Linked DNA regions of Mus musculus: all the other regions are linked to region 2. A link is a contact called in public HiChIP or PLAC-seq and capture Hi-C data. All regions are on one chromosome and are shown on one strand. The core of a region is the stretch at or near the end of the contact, and the rest is flanking DNA. Distances in the headings are between cores, read along the strand shown.

What was found. HiChIP or PLAC-seq counts read pairs in DNA pulled down with a chosen protein or histone mark. Capture Hi-C pulls out chosen DNA fragments and counts their contacts.
Region 1: a capture Hi-C map of bone marrow-derived macrophages shows a contact between it and region 2, with 4 times the contacts expected there. The contact joins two enhancer-like sites. A contact is called at or near these places in 2 of 484 Hi-C or Micro-C datasets (the AML12 cell line and bone marrow-derived macrophages), 1 of 115 datasets of contacts at active chromatin or transcription factors (bone marrow-derived macrophages) and 1 of 9 other capture datasets (bone marrow-derived macrophages).
Region 3: an H3K4me3 HiChIP or PLAC-seq map of bone marrow-derived macrophages shows a contact between it and region 2, with 5 times the contacts expected there. The contact joins two enhancer-like sites. A contact is called at or near these places in 8 of 39 promoter capture datasets (the 3T3-L1 cell line, 3T3-L1-derived adipocytes, the C10 cell line and 2 more), 1 of 15 datasets of contacts at CTCF or cohesin (CD8 T cells), 2 of 484 Hi-C or Micro-C datasets (natural killer cells and neutrophils), 5 of 115 datasets of contacts at active chromatin or transcription factors (bone marrow-derived dendritic cells, bone marrow-derived macrophages, memory CD8 T cells and 2 more) and 2 of 9 other capture datasets (adipose tissue and liver).

Annotation. Positions count from the first base shown.
Region 1 is chr5:21,022,579-21,026,337 of GRCm38.p6, forward strand. All of the region lies in intron 2 of Ptpn12 (protein tyrosine phosphatase, non-receptor type 12), which reads right to left. Among named protein-coding and RNA genes, the nearest start is that of Ptpn12, 31 kb to the right of the region's middle. Within about 2 kb of position 2,118, at least 5 of the 459 cell types and tissues checked have an H3K27ac peak or open chromatin away from gene starts, as enhancers often do. A contact at or near this core is called in bone marrow-derived macrophages, where this site is marked.
Region 2 is chr5:21,200,201-21,203,632 of GRCm38.p6, forward strand. All of the region lies in intron 3 of Gsap (gamma-secretase activating protein), which reads left to right. Among named protein-coding and RNA genes, the nearest start is that of Gsap, 16 kb to the left of the region's middle. Within about 2 kb of position 2,176, at least 16 of the 459 cell types and tissues checked have an H3K27ac peak or open chromatin away from gene starts, as enhancers often do. A contact at or near this core is called in bone marrow-derived macrophages and memory CD8 T cells, where this site is marked.
Region 3 is chr5:20,966,336-20,969,703 of GRCm38.p6, forward strand. No RefSeq gene overlaps it. Among named protein-coding and RNA genes, the nearest start is that of Rsbn1l, 16 kb to the left of the region's middle. Within about 2 kb of position 1,671, at least 90 of the 459 cell types and tissues checked have an H3K27ac peak or open chromatin away from gene starts, as enhancers often do. A contact at or near this core is called in bone marrow-derived macrophages and memory CD8 T cells, where this site is marked.

The sequences.
Region 1 (3,759 bases), core at 868-3,367, 180 kb before region 2:
GACAAACAAACAAACAAACAAACCAAAAACAAAATAAAACTTTATGTGTATAGGTGTTTTGCCTGCAGTTATATCTGTGTGTGCAGGTGTGGGCAATGACCACAGAAGTTAGATGACAGCGAGCTACGATGTAGGTGCTGGAGAGCTGGACCCAGTCCTCTGGAGGAATAGTCATTGCTGCCTGCTGGGCCATCTATCTCCCCAGCTCAAACCTCAGAACTTCATAATTATTGTTTCTTTGTTAAAGTTCTTATTAAGAAACCTATCTTTTATATTTCACAGAAATTATAAAAACTAAGTAATCATGACTAATGAATTAAGATACCAAAGTATGACATGATTGGAAAAAAATTAGACATGTAAGAAAAAAAAAACCCTCAATCTTTTACGATCCAATATCAGGATTTGTTTTATTTTGCTGTGCATTAATGAGTTACGTAAATCCTTACTCAAACTATGTTTGTTTACTTATGTGTATATGAGGGCATGGGACAGTATTGAACATGCGTGCCACATGGGCTGTATCAGAGAATGGACTGCAGCATCTGCTTCTCTCCTTCCACCACGTGGACTCTGGAAACAACTCAGGTCGTCAGGCTTGGCAGCAAGTAAGTTAGCTCATGGAGTCATCTTGTAAGCCTCTATCTATGTTAAGGCCAGCCTGGTCTACATACTAAGTTCTAGAGAGACCCTATTTCAAGACAACAACAAAAGACCAAAATCTTACAAACCCAAAAAACTATAATAAATATTTAGAAATGACTTTAGATTTAGATAGAAATTGCAAAAATAATGTAGAGTTATAGCTAACTGCTACTGAGATTTCTAATAATAGCTACAAATTTGTGTTGGGTAGGAATATTTCAACCAGGACCTTGCTATACAGTCTGGACTAGTTTCGAACTCATGATTCTTATGTTCTTTTTTTTTTTTTTTTTTTTTTTTTTTTTGGTTTTTCGAGACAGGGTTTCTCTGTATAGTCTTGGCTGTCCTGGAACTCACTTTGTAGACCAGGCTGGCCTCGAATTCAGAAATCTGCCTGTCTCTGCCTCCAAACTCATGATTCTTTGTACTTAGCCTCCTAAGTGCTGGGGTTATAGGAATAGCCCCCTTTTCTGTCTTAAGACTAAAATCCTATATAAATACAGCATAATTATCAAACCCAGAAAATTCAGTTATAAAACTATTAAGTAACAATTTTCTTGATGTTTTCTAAGATTACACATAGATTTAGTTATTCCTTCTTCTTTGTCTCTTCAAATTACAAGTTTTCCTAATTTATGACTTTTGACCAGGAGGAAACTATATATTTTGGGGGACTAATACCATAAGACTAAAGACTGGCGAGACGGCTGGGTAGTTATAGGCCATTGCTGCATTGCAGAGGATCACAGTGATTCTCAATGCCCCTGCCAGATGGCTCACAACCACTTGTAACTCCAGCTTCAAGGGATCTGATGAACTCTGGCCTCCCCAGAGAACCTGCACACATGTGGTGCACATAAACCGACACAGGCACAAACATGTATGTACATGCTCACATACATAAAGAAAAAAAGAATACTACAGAATTATATTTGTTCTTAATGTACAGCTTCATGGTTGAAGACAGGGTGGTTCCTGAGGTACATACACATCTTATTACTTGTAATTTAAAGAAACCTCAGACATCTGGTTGGTAAGGTATTAGAGCTGCCTAATAATTACTACCTTTGGTTTAGAAAGGATCAGAATATGTACACTGTAACTATGACTATCACATTATGGCCTTTTAATCCACAATGAATCAGAAAGCCAATTAACATACAAAAAGAAAAACTAGAAATGGAAACAGCTATGCATAAACTAAACTATTACAAGGCCAACTACAATGAGTAACTTATTTTTCATTGGTTCAAATATTATATAAAGCACTAAAGTTCTTTTTTCTTATTTTTGGGGGATAAAATCTTTATTTTGGAAATTTGTAGGAAGAGATATAAGACAGACATAAGAATAATCTCTATGTAAACTATCTCTAAAAATTTTTCAGGCACTAAAATGGTTACATGTTTGCTAGTGCTCTGACACTGATTTCATTCACATTATGTGGCTTCCCTTTTTAAAGTACCATTTAGAAAAGAAAATAGATGTTCCAAAAATGCTGCTTCTGATACATGAGGCTAGAATATTCAGTCAGGATAATGCTGACTAACTGTAAATGCTTCCTCTTACTATGTTCGCCAGTAATAAGGGGTCCCAGTTAATAACTGTTATCCATACGGCATACCACTCTCTAGTCAAAGTACCTCTAAGGTAGAGTACAACAACTGGTTCCAAAATGATAGTTAAGATCCTTAGCCTACATGTTAGGCTGCCTACGTGCAAGGTGGGAATTTCTTCCTTACTCTTAAAAGTTTCTTAAGATGAAAAAGTTTAACCATACACAATGTGAAGTAATATAATCTTCCTATTTAACAACAAAATAGGCAGACTATTTCCATTTCACCAACTCCAAAGCCTTTCTCACTTTTAGCCCTTACAAACAAACAAACATAGGTAAGTAACCTTTTATCTAATAGAGAAATTTAATTCTGGGAATAGTTTCTAGGATTCAGGATGTATTAAGAACTCTTGTTGGACATTAATCCACACTTGTAATCCCAGCACTAGGAAGGTTTGAGGCTAAGGCAAGTATGAGATCTCTATTTCAAACCCAAGCAGGAACAACAAAAAGAATTCTTTTTTTTTTTTTTTTTTCAGGATTGCAAATGGTTTATTGTTTTTGCTTCCACTGGAAATCCACAGTAATAAACTTTATCTATAATTTCATTTGGACAGAACTGAAAATAACAAATATTTTATCTTTCATTATTTTTTTCTAACAATAGGACCTCTTAGATTTACTGGTTCTAAAAAAGAATTCTTATAACACACTAAGATTAAAATAAAGTTTTCTTTAAAAAACTGGAAGACTTTTCACCAAAGAATTAGCTAACAGCACATGAAAAACACATCAAATTAGAAACACATCAAGAAGCACTAGAAAAACTATCACCAGAAGTCTGGACCTGGGACGATGTCTCGTGGTTGAAGCAGCTGAGTGCTTGCTGAGTACATATGAGCAGCTAGACAGTGGGACTAGCCTTAACAGTGAGCTCTGAACTTCATTAAGACTTTGCTTCAATCTGAAGAGCAACTGAGGAAAACTGCCAGCATTGACCTCAGGCCTCCACAAGCACGTGTGAACAGGTGTACACACTCAGAAAAGGAAAGTCCTGCAGCTAACTAAGTACAATGGCTCACACCTCTAACTCAGCTGCTCAGGAGGCTGAGGAAGGAAGGATGCTTGTAGCTAGCAGCTTAATACCAAGCAGACACAGTCTCAAGCAAAAATCCAAAACTTACGAGTGCTGGTAGGAATGTGGGCAACTGGTGCTTACATACTAATGTTGGAAATAGAAAACAGGATAGTGACTTTGAAATACATTTATCTCAATTTTCTTAAAAAGCTAAACAGAAGCTAGGTGTTGTGGTACATGCCTAAAGGTTCACTGTTACAGGCTGAGGCAGGAGGAGTAAGAATTCAGAATCCAGCCTCGGCTACACAGCAACTTGCTGCCGCATAAAACCAAAAAGGTTAAATATAAACTTCTGTAGGTCTGCAATGATATTCCTACATATGCACTTAAGAATAAAAGTGTGTTTATACAAAAATCTTTACCACACCAATACTACCATAACACAAATATAACAAGAAAACGTGCTGAGTTAATGATA
Region 2 (3,432 bases), core at 926-3,425:
CTCCGAGGAAGTAGCCCAGTGTTGTGAAAACATCAGTAGCCCACAAGGAAGGCAGAGCCTTGTGACCCAACTACCCATTACTGGGCCTTCTTCCAGTGTCTCCAGCCTATGAACTTGGGAGACATAGTCAGACCACAGCAGTTGCTAAGCACCCTTCCTTTTCTATCTTTTCCATATATTCAGAAAACCTTACAATCCACACAATTTTCCCCTGGCTCATTGGTCTTGTTGTTGCATCTCAGGTCAGCTGAAGTTTATATATTCTTTCAAGTTCTGTATTTTTGCTTTAGAACTGTGCCACCAAGAGAAAGACAATGCTGTATTTTAGTGATAAGGGCTCCAGGATGGGATAAAGGCTGCATGGATATAGTGATTCCTTGCCTTCTGAAGTGTTTCTGGTTTAAATGTTTTTATATGGGCAAAACTGTCCCATGTACCCTTAACCCAGTTGTCTCCAGTTGCCACACCTTGTATAACTGTAGCCTGTCAGTAGAACCAGGACAGCGACATTGGTGGAACATGTGTAGTGTGATTCTCTGTCATTTCATCATATAGGCAAGATTTTGTTGTTACCACTGCTGTCATGTACACAGTGATAGATCTCTGCTGTCATCTCTAAGATCTGCTGGAGACCACTGACCAGTTCCAGTGAAACTGGAACCCTTACTTTTTAAAGTCAATGACTTTCCTAAATTTACAGTTGTTTCCAATATTTTCTCTGTCTTTGAAAAAAAAATGTATGTGTCCTTGTGTGAGCTTATGTGCATGCAGAAGCCCATAGAGGCCAGAAGAGGGCATTGAATCCCCTGAAACTGGAGTTGTGAGCTACCGCATATGGGCTGGGAACTGAACCTGTATCCTCTATAAGAGCAGTAAGCCCTCTGGGCATATATCCAGAAGATGTCCCAACCGGTATGAAGGACACATGCTCCACTATGTTCATAGCAGCCTTATTTATAATAGCCAGAAGCTGGAAAGAACCCAGATGCCCCTCAACAGAGGAATGGATACAGAAAATGTGGTACATTTACACAATGGAGTACTACTCAGCTATTAAAAAGAATGAATTTATGAAATTCCTAGCCAAATGGATGGACCTGGAGGGCATCATCCTGAGCGAGGTAACTCAATCACAAAGGAACTCACACAATATGTACTCACTGATAAGTGGATACTAGCCCAAAACTTAGTATACCCAAGATATAAGATACAATTTGTCAAATGCATGAAACTCTAGAAGAATGAAGACCAAAGTGTGGACACTGTGCCCCTTCTTAGAATTGGGAACAAAACACTCATGGAAGGAGTTACAGAGACAACGTTTGGAGCTGCGACAAAAGGATGGACCATCTAGAGACTGCCTTATCCAGGGATCCACCCTATAATCAGCTTCCAAACGCTGACACCACTGCATACACTAGCAAGATTTTGCTGAAAGGACCCAGATATAGCTGTCTCTTGTGAGACTAGGCAGGGGCCTAGCAAACACATAAGTGGATGCTCACAGTCAGCTATTGGATGGATCACAGGGCCCCCAATGGAGGAGCTAGAGAAAGTACCCAAGGAGCTAAAGAAATCTGCAACCCTGTAGGTGCAACAACATTATGAACTAACCAGTACCCCGGAACTCTTGACTCTAGCTACATATGTATCAAAAGATGGCCTAATCGGCCATCACTGGAAAGAGAGGCCCATCAGACACACAAACTTTATATGCCCCAGTACAGGGGAAAGCCAGGGCCAAAAAAATGAGAATGGGTGGGTAGGGAAGTGGGGGGGGGGAGGGTATGGGGGACTTTTGGGATAGCATTGGAAATGTCATTGAGGAAAATATGTAATAAAAAAAAAAAAAAAAAAAAAAAAGAGCAGTAAGCCCTCTTAACTGCTGCACCATCTCTCTAGCCAGCCTTCCCAGTTTAAAAAAGACTTTTATTCTAGTTTGAACCTTTTACTTTCTTGTGGACCTTGGGATTGAACATCTAGCCCTGGGTTAATGATAGGCAGATGAGTGGCAGCCTTAGCTTCTTGGCACTTTTCAAGACCCACATTTGATGACATACGTCTGCCTTTGTTGTTGATGACTTTTAGAAAATATGAATGTGGGAATCATTTACATGATCCCATATCGTTCCTCTTTCCATTGTTTCCTCTTCCTCCCTGGTGTCCTGTACTGCTTCCTGTTTTAAAAATGTCATCTTCTTGGTCTTTTAAGACTTAGCTTTAGTACCAGTATTTTACAGTTGGTGTGCAGGTCACACATTCTCAATTTTCTTTTCCTTCACATTTCTTTTATTTATTCATTTTGAATGATGATTTTGCTGAGTCTAAAATTCAGGATGGCAGGTCTTGTCTTTTGGGTCGTGAAAAAAAGTCTTCCTTCCTTTTTTCTTTGTTTCTTCCCTCTCTTCTCCCCCCTCCCCCCTTCAGAGTTCTCATGGGAAACCTGTCTTATAAATTATTTCCCTCCTGTACTCAAGGTATCACTTCCCCCAATCACTTTTGAAAAAGGGTTTTTTTTTTTTTTTTTTTTTAAATTTCTCCTTTGCTCTTTATTTTCTGCAAATTTACTTGTGTATGCCCATATGGATTTGTTTGGGTTTTCATACAATTCTTAAATCTTTTGCTCAATTTGGGGCAATCCATGCAGCAGCTGCTGTGTCTTTAAGTTCCACTCTTCTCTTTTTGGACACGTTAGAGTAGTTCACACAGACCTTTGTGATAGCCCCGAGTCTGAGCTTCGGCTCCTTTTCCCCCATCCCAGATTATTTACTTCGTGTTGTTCAAATGAGGTATTCATTTTCCTTCAAGTTCATAGAGTTTTTTTCTTAAACCATGTTACTATCATTTGAGATTTAAATAGTTGATTATTGCACTTTTTAGGTGCAAATTTTCTAGGCATTTTTCTTTATATATTTCCTTCTTAAAATTTCTATTTAATTTTCATTCAATCACATTTTAAAGTTATTTGTGATGGTTTGTATATGCTTGTCCCAGGGAACAATGCTATTAGAAGGTGTGGCCTTGTTGGAGTAGGTGTGTCTTTGTGGGTATGGGCTTTACGACCTTCTTCCTAGTTGCCTGGAAGGGAGTCTTCTGTTCGTAGCCTTCAGAGGAAGATGTAGAACTCTCAGCTCCTCCAGCACCATGCCTGCCTGAACTCTGCCTTGATGATAATGGACTGAAACTCTGAAACTGTAAACCAGGCAAATTAAATATTGTCCTTATTGTCATATTAAATATTGAGAGTTGCTTTGTTCATGGTGTCTGTTCACAGCAGTAAAACCCTAACTAAGACGTACTGAAGGGGTTTTTGTTTTGTTTTGGTTTTGGTTTTTTAAACCACAGCTTCTTTAAAATCTTTGCCACAGCATCTTATATTTGCCACTCTAGTGCTTAATGCCTATTTCTCTGTCACTTGAGCTGAAGTTTTCC
Region 3 (3,368 bases), core at 421-2,920, 230 kb before region 2:
CCGAAATGAGATCTGGCTCCCTCTTCTGGAGTGTCTGAAGACAGCTACAGTGTACTTACATATAATAAATAAATAAATCTTTAAAAACAAAACAAAACAAAACCCTGATTAAGACATGGCACAAGTTTTTAATCCCAGTTAAACACCTCAAAGGTGAGGTTTGAGTAGAGTCAGGCACAACCTGGTCTACACAAAGTTCCAAGCCAGCCAGGCCTACCTCGTGTCTCAACAACCAACAAATGGAAAGAACTCTCTACTCTGTCTCAGCGTCTCTATATGGGCAGGCTGTCGTGATGTTACATAAGAGAACAAGTAAATTTGAAATGAGTCTTTCTTGCTATCCACAGAACACTGTGACACAAGTAATCCCCCATCCTCCTCTGGAGACAGGAAAACAAACAACAAAAAACCAAACTAACAGTAACAAAGACCAAACTCTCCTAACGGGGCTGGAGGGATGGCTCAGTGGTTAAAAGCACTGACTGCTCTTGCAGAGAACTTGGTTCTCGCACCCACGTGGTAACTCACAAATGTCAGTAATTCCAGTGCCAAGAGATGACGCCCTCTTATGGCCTCTGTAGGTACCAGGCACACCTGAAGTGTACACACAAACATGTAGGAAAAACACTAATACATATAAAAATAAGCAAATCTTTAAAAAACAACAGCAGCAGCAGCAACAACAACAACAACATAATAATAATAATAATAATAATAATAATAATAATAATAATAATGTTCCTAATAGCCATAGTGTATAGTTTGATGATATATGCTGAGTGTGGAAATGGCTTTCCATGCCAAAGTGACTGAAAACCCATGACAGGCTCAAAGTCCCCACCCCCCATCCCTACCTCCCATCTTAGCAGTCCCCAGATACTGGAAAGAAGTGGCCAAAAGGACAGGGTCCAGCGGCTCTTGCCCCAACTCGTCCATGCATCAGGGACCATCTAAAAACATCCTACTCCTTCTGGGACATTTCTACTCCTTTCTCGTACTTGAAAAGTACCTGCGCAGTTCTGAAAAACTTCCCTGGCTTCTGATGGCGTCCGCTAACCCCAGAAGGAGACCGCGGGCTCCCTCATATCCGGTTTTCCTGCTGTACGTGTGGGAAGCGGGAAGCACAATAGGCCCTACACGCGGCCTCACGTCCAGCAAGACCTTTTTGCTCCTGCTCTTATTCTACAGTTAAGCCCCCCCCCCCCTTTTAGTACTTGGGTCTGAACCCTGAGGATTGTGCCTGTAAAAAGCAAACAGTCGCCGGGCAGTGGTAGCACATGCCTTTAATCCCAACACTCAGGAGGCAGAGGCAGGCAGATTTCTGAATTCGAGGCCAGCCTGGTCTACAGAGTGAGTTCCAGGACAGCCAAGGCTATACAGAGAAACTCTGTCTCGAAAAAAACAAAAACAAACAACAAAAAAGCAAACGCTCGCCTACTGAGCTAAAGCCCCAGTGGTGTTAATGTATTAAAAGAGGGTAGGAGACCATGACAGAAACAGAAAAGAACACTTCCTACTAGAGCCCTGAAGATTTCTTGTGTTTGGAGAAAAGAGTTTACATTTTCTATTACACTTCCGTTTTTGAATTTGATGCTACCAATCATGTAGCTATTTTCAACCTACTCTGCTCAAAGCAGGTTAGTTGCTTAACTTTGATTGGCAGTGACGTTAACGTGGTGATTCTATTTTAATCCACTCATTCCTGTGGTAAGTATGTGCTGAGCACTGGGGTGTGCTAGACTGTGCTGTGTGTAAGAGTTGGCGACAGTGATAAACCTGACCCTGTGTTCACAGAGAGCAGCAGCCTGCAGTTAGCCAACACTGGTGCTGTGTGCTCTAGCGGAGTGGAGCATTTGCATATGGGAAGCTAGCCCTAGCTGGGAGGGGGGCAGGGAACACACTGCCCCAAACCCTGTCTCACAAGCACCAACACTTAACACATGTTGTCAGCTTATTTTCATAGATATAACATTAACTAAGCTCTCTGACCCAAGTTAATGATCCACATAATTAGATTAGAATTTGCAAAAGCTCATTTGCTGCCAGTGATGTGGGTTTTCTTCCAGAATTGGATAACTGTTTAAAAGAAGTGAGGGCATCAACTCTCAAAAAAAAAGGAAAGAGTTTATTCTGAAGCAAAACGTGCATGAATGTGGTCCAGGAAAACAAACTGAGGTTACCTCAAACCCCATATTTAAAAAAGATTTTTGAGTATGTGTGTATACCTGACTATATGTATGAGCATCACATATGCATGCGGTGCCCGAGCAGGTGAAAAGAGGCATCAGGTCCCCTGGGATGGTCGTGAGTCACCGTGTGGGTGACAGGAACTGAAGTCAGGTCCTCTGAAAGAGCAGCCACCACTCTTAGCCGGGATTATCCCTTCAACCCCTCAAACTCCATGTTTTTATGAAGTAACATTTTATAGTTTTAGAATAACAACGGAAGAAGTCATATAGCAGAGCACTTTTCAAGTACATGGATGAGGACATCAGGAGGCAGGAGAGTCGCAGCAAGGCAAACTCTGCTCGTCCCTGGAGACGCTATCAGATTACATTCTCAGCTTCTGTTTGGTGGAAGTTAACAAGCAGGCAAGGTCATACACAGAGGTGGGCAAAAAGTGGCTATTTAGGGGCTGAAGCTAACCTGAGATGCCCGATTTTGGATCTGTAACATTCCAACCTCTCCTCCATCATGAACGCGCTAACCAGCAGTCAGCCTTGTAGACTGGCCTGTGTAGACTCCAAGGGGCAGACAAACAGCTGCTGACTTGCAGATTTCTGACCAGCTCTGGCACTCCAGAGAAGCCCTTTGTGGAGCTTCCTCACCACAGAGGACTTCCTAACACACTTTATGGCCCGTTGACGCCCCCCAGTGGCCAAATACTATTCCTGGGGGAAAAGTTCCCTTATGCTTGTTTATTCTTGTATACCCACACCTTGATCAGAGGATGAAGAGGGGAGCGCGTTCGTGGTTAGACACACGTTAAGGCAAATACAACAGTTACTATAGAACTCAGGGAACTGATATACGGGTTGCTATAACTCAACTTTTGTATTTTTTAACATCTATATATATCAAATACTGAACAAAAAGACCTGTGTTATGGCTGGGTGGTGGTGCATGCCTTTAATCCCAGCACCTGGGAGACAGAGTCAGGAGGATCTCTTAAGTTTGGGACAGCCTGGGTACAGAGTAAGTTCCAGGACCGCCAAGGCTACACAGAGAAACCCTGTCTCGAAAAACCAAACCAAACCGAATCAACATAAAACTAAAAAGAGAAAAACAAAACAAAAATCACTTTGTGAGGAGACTGAAGAGTTATGTCTCATATTCGATTATTAAAAACTTTAAAGGCTGGAGTGAGC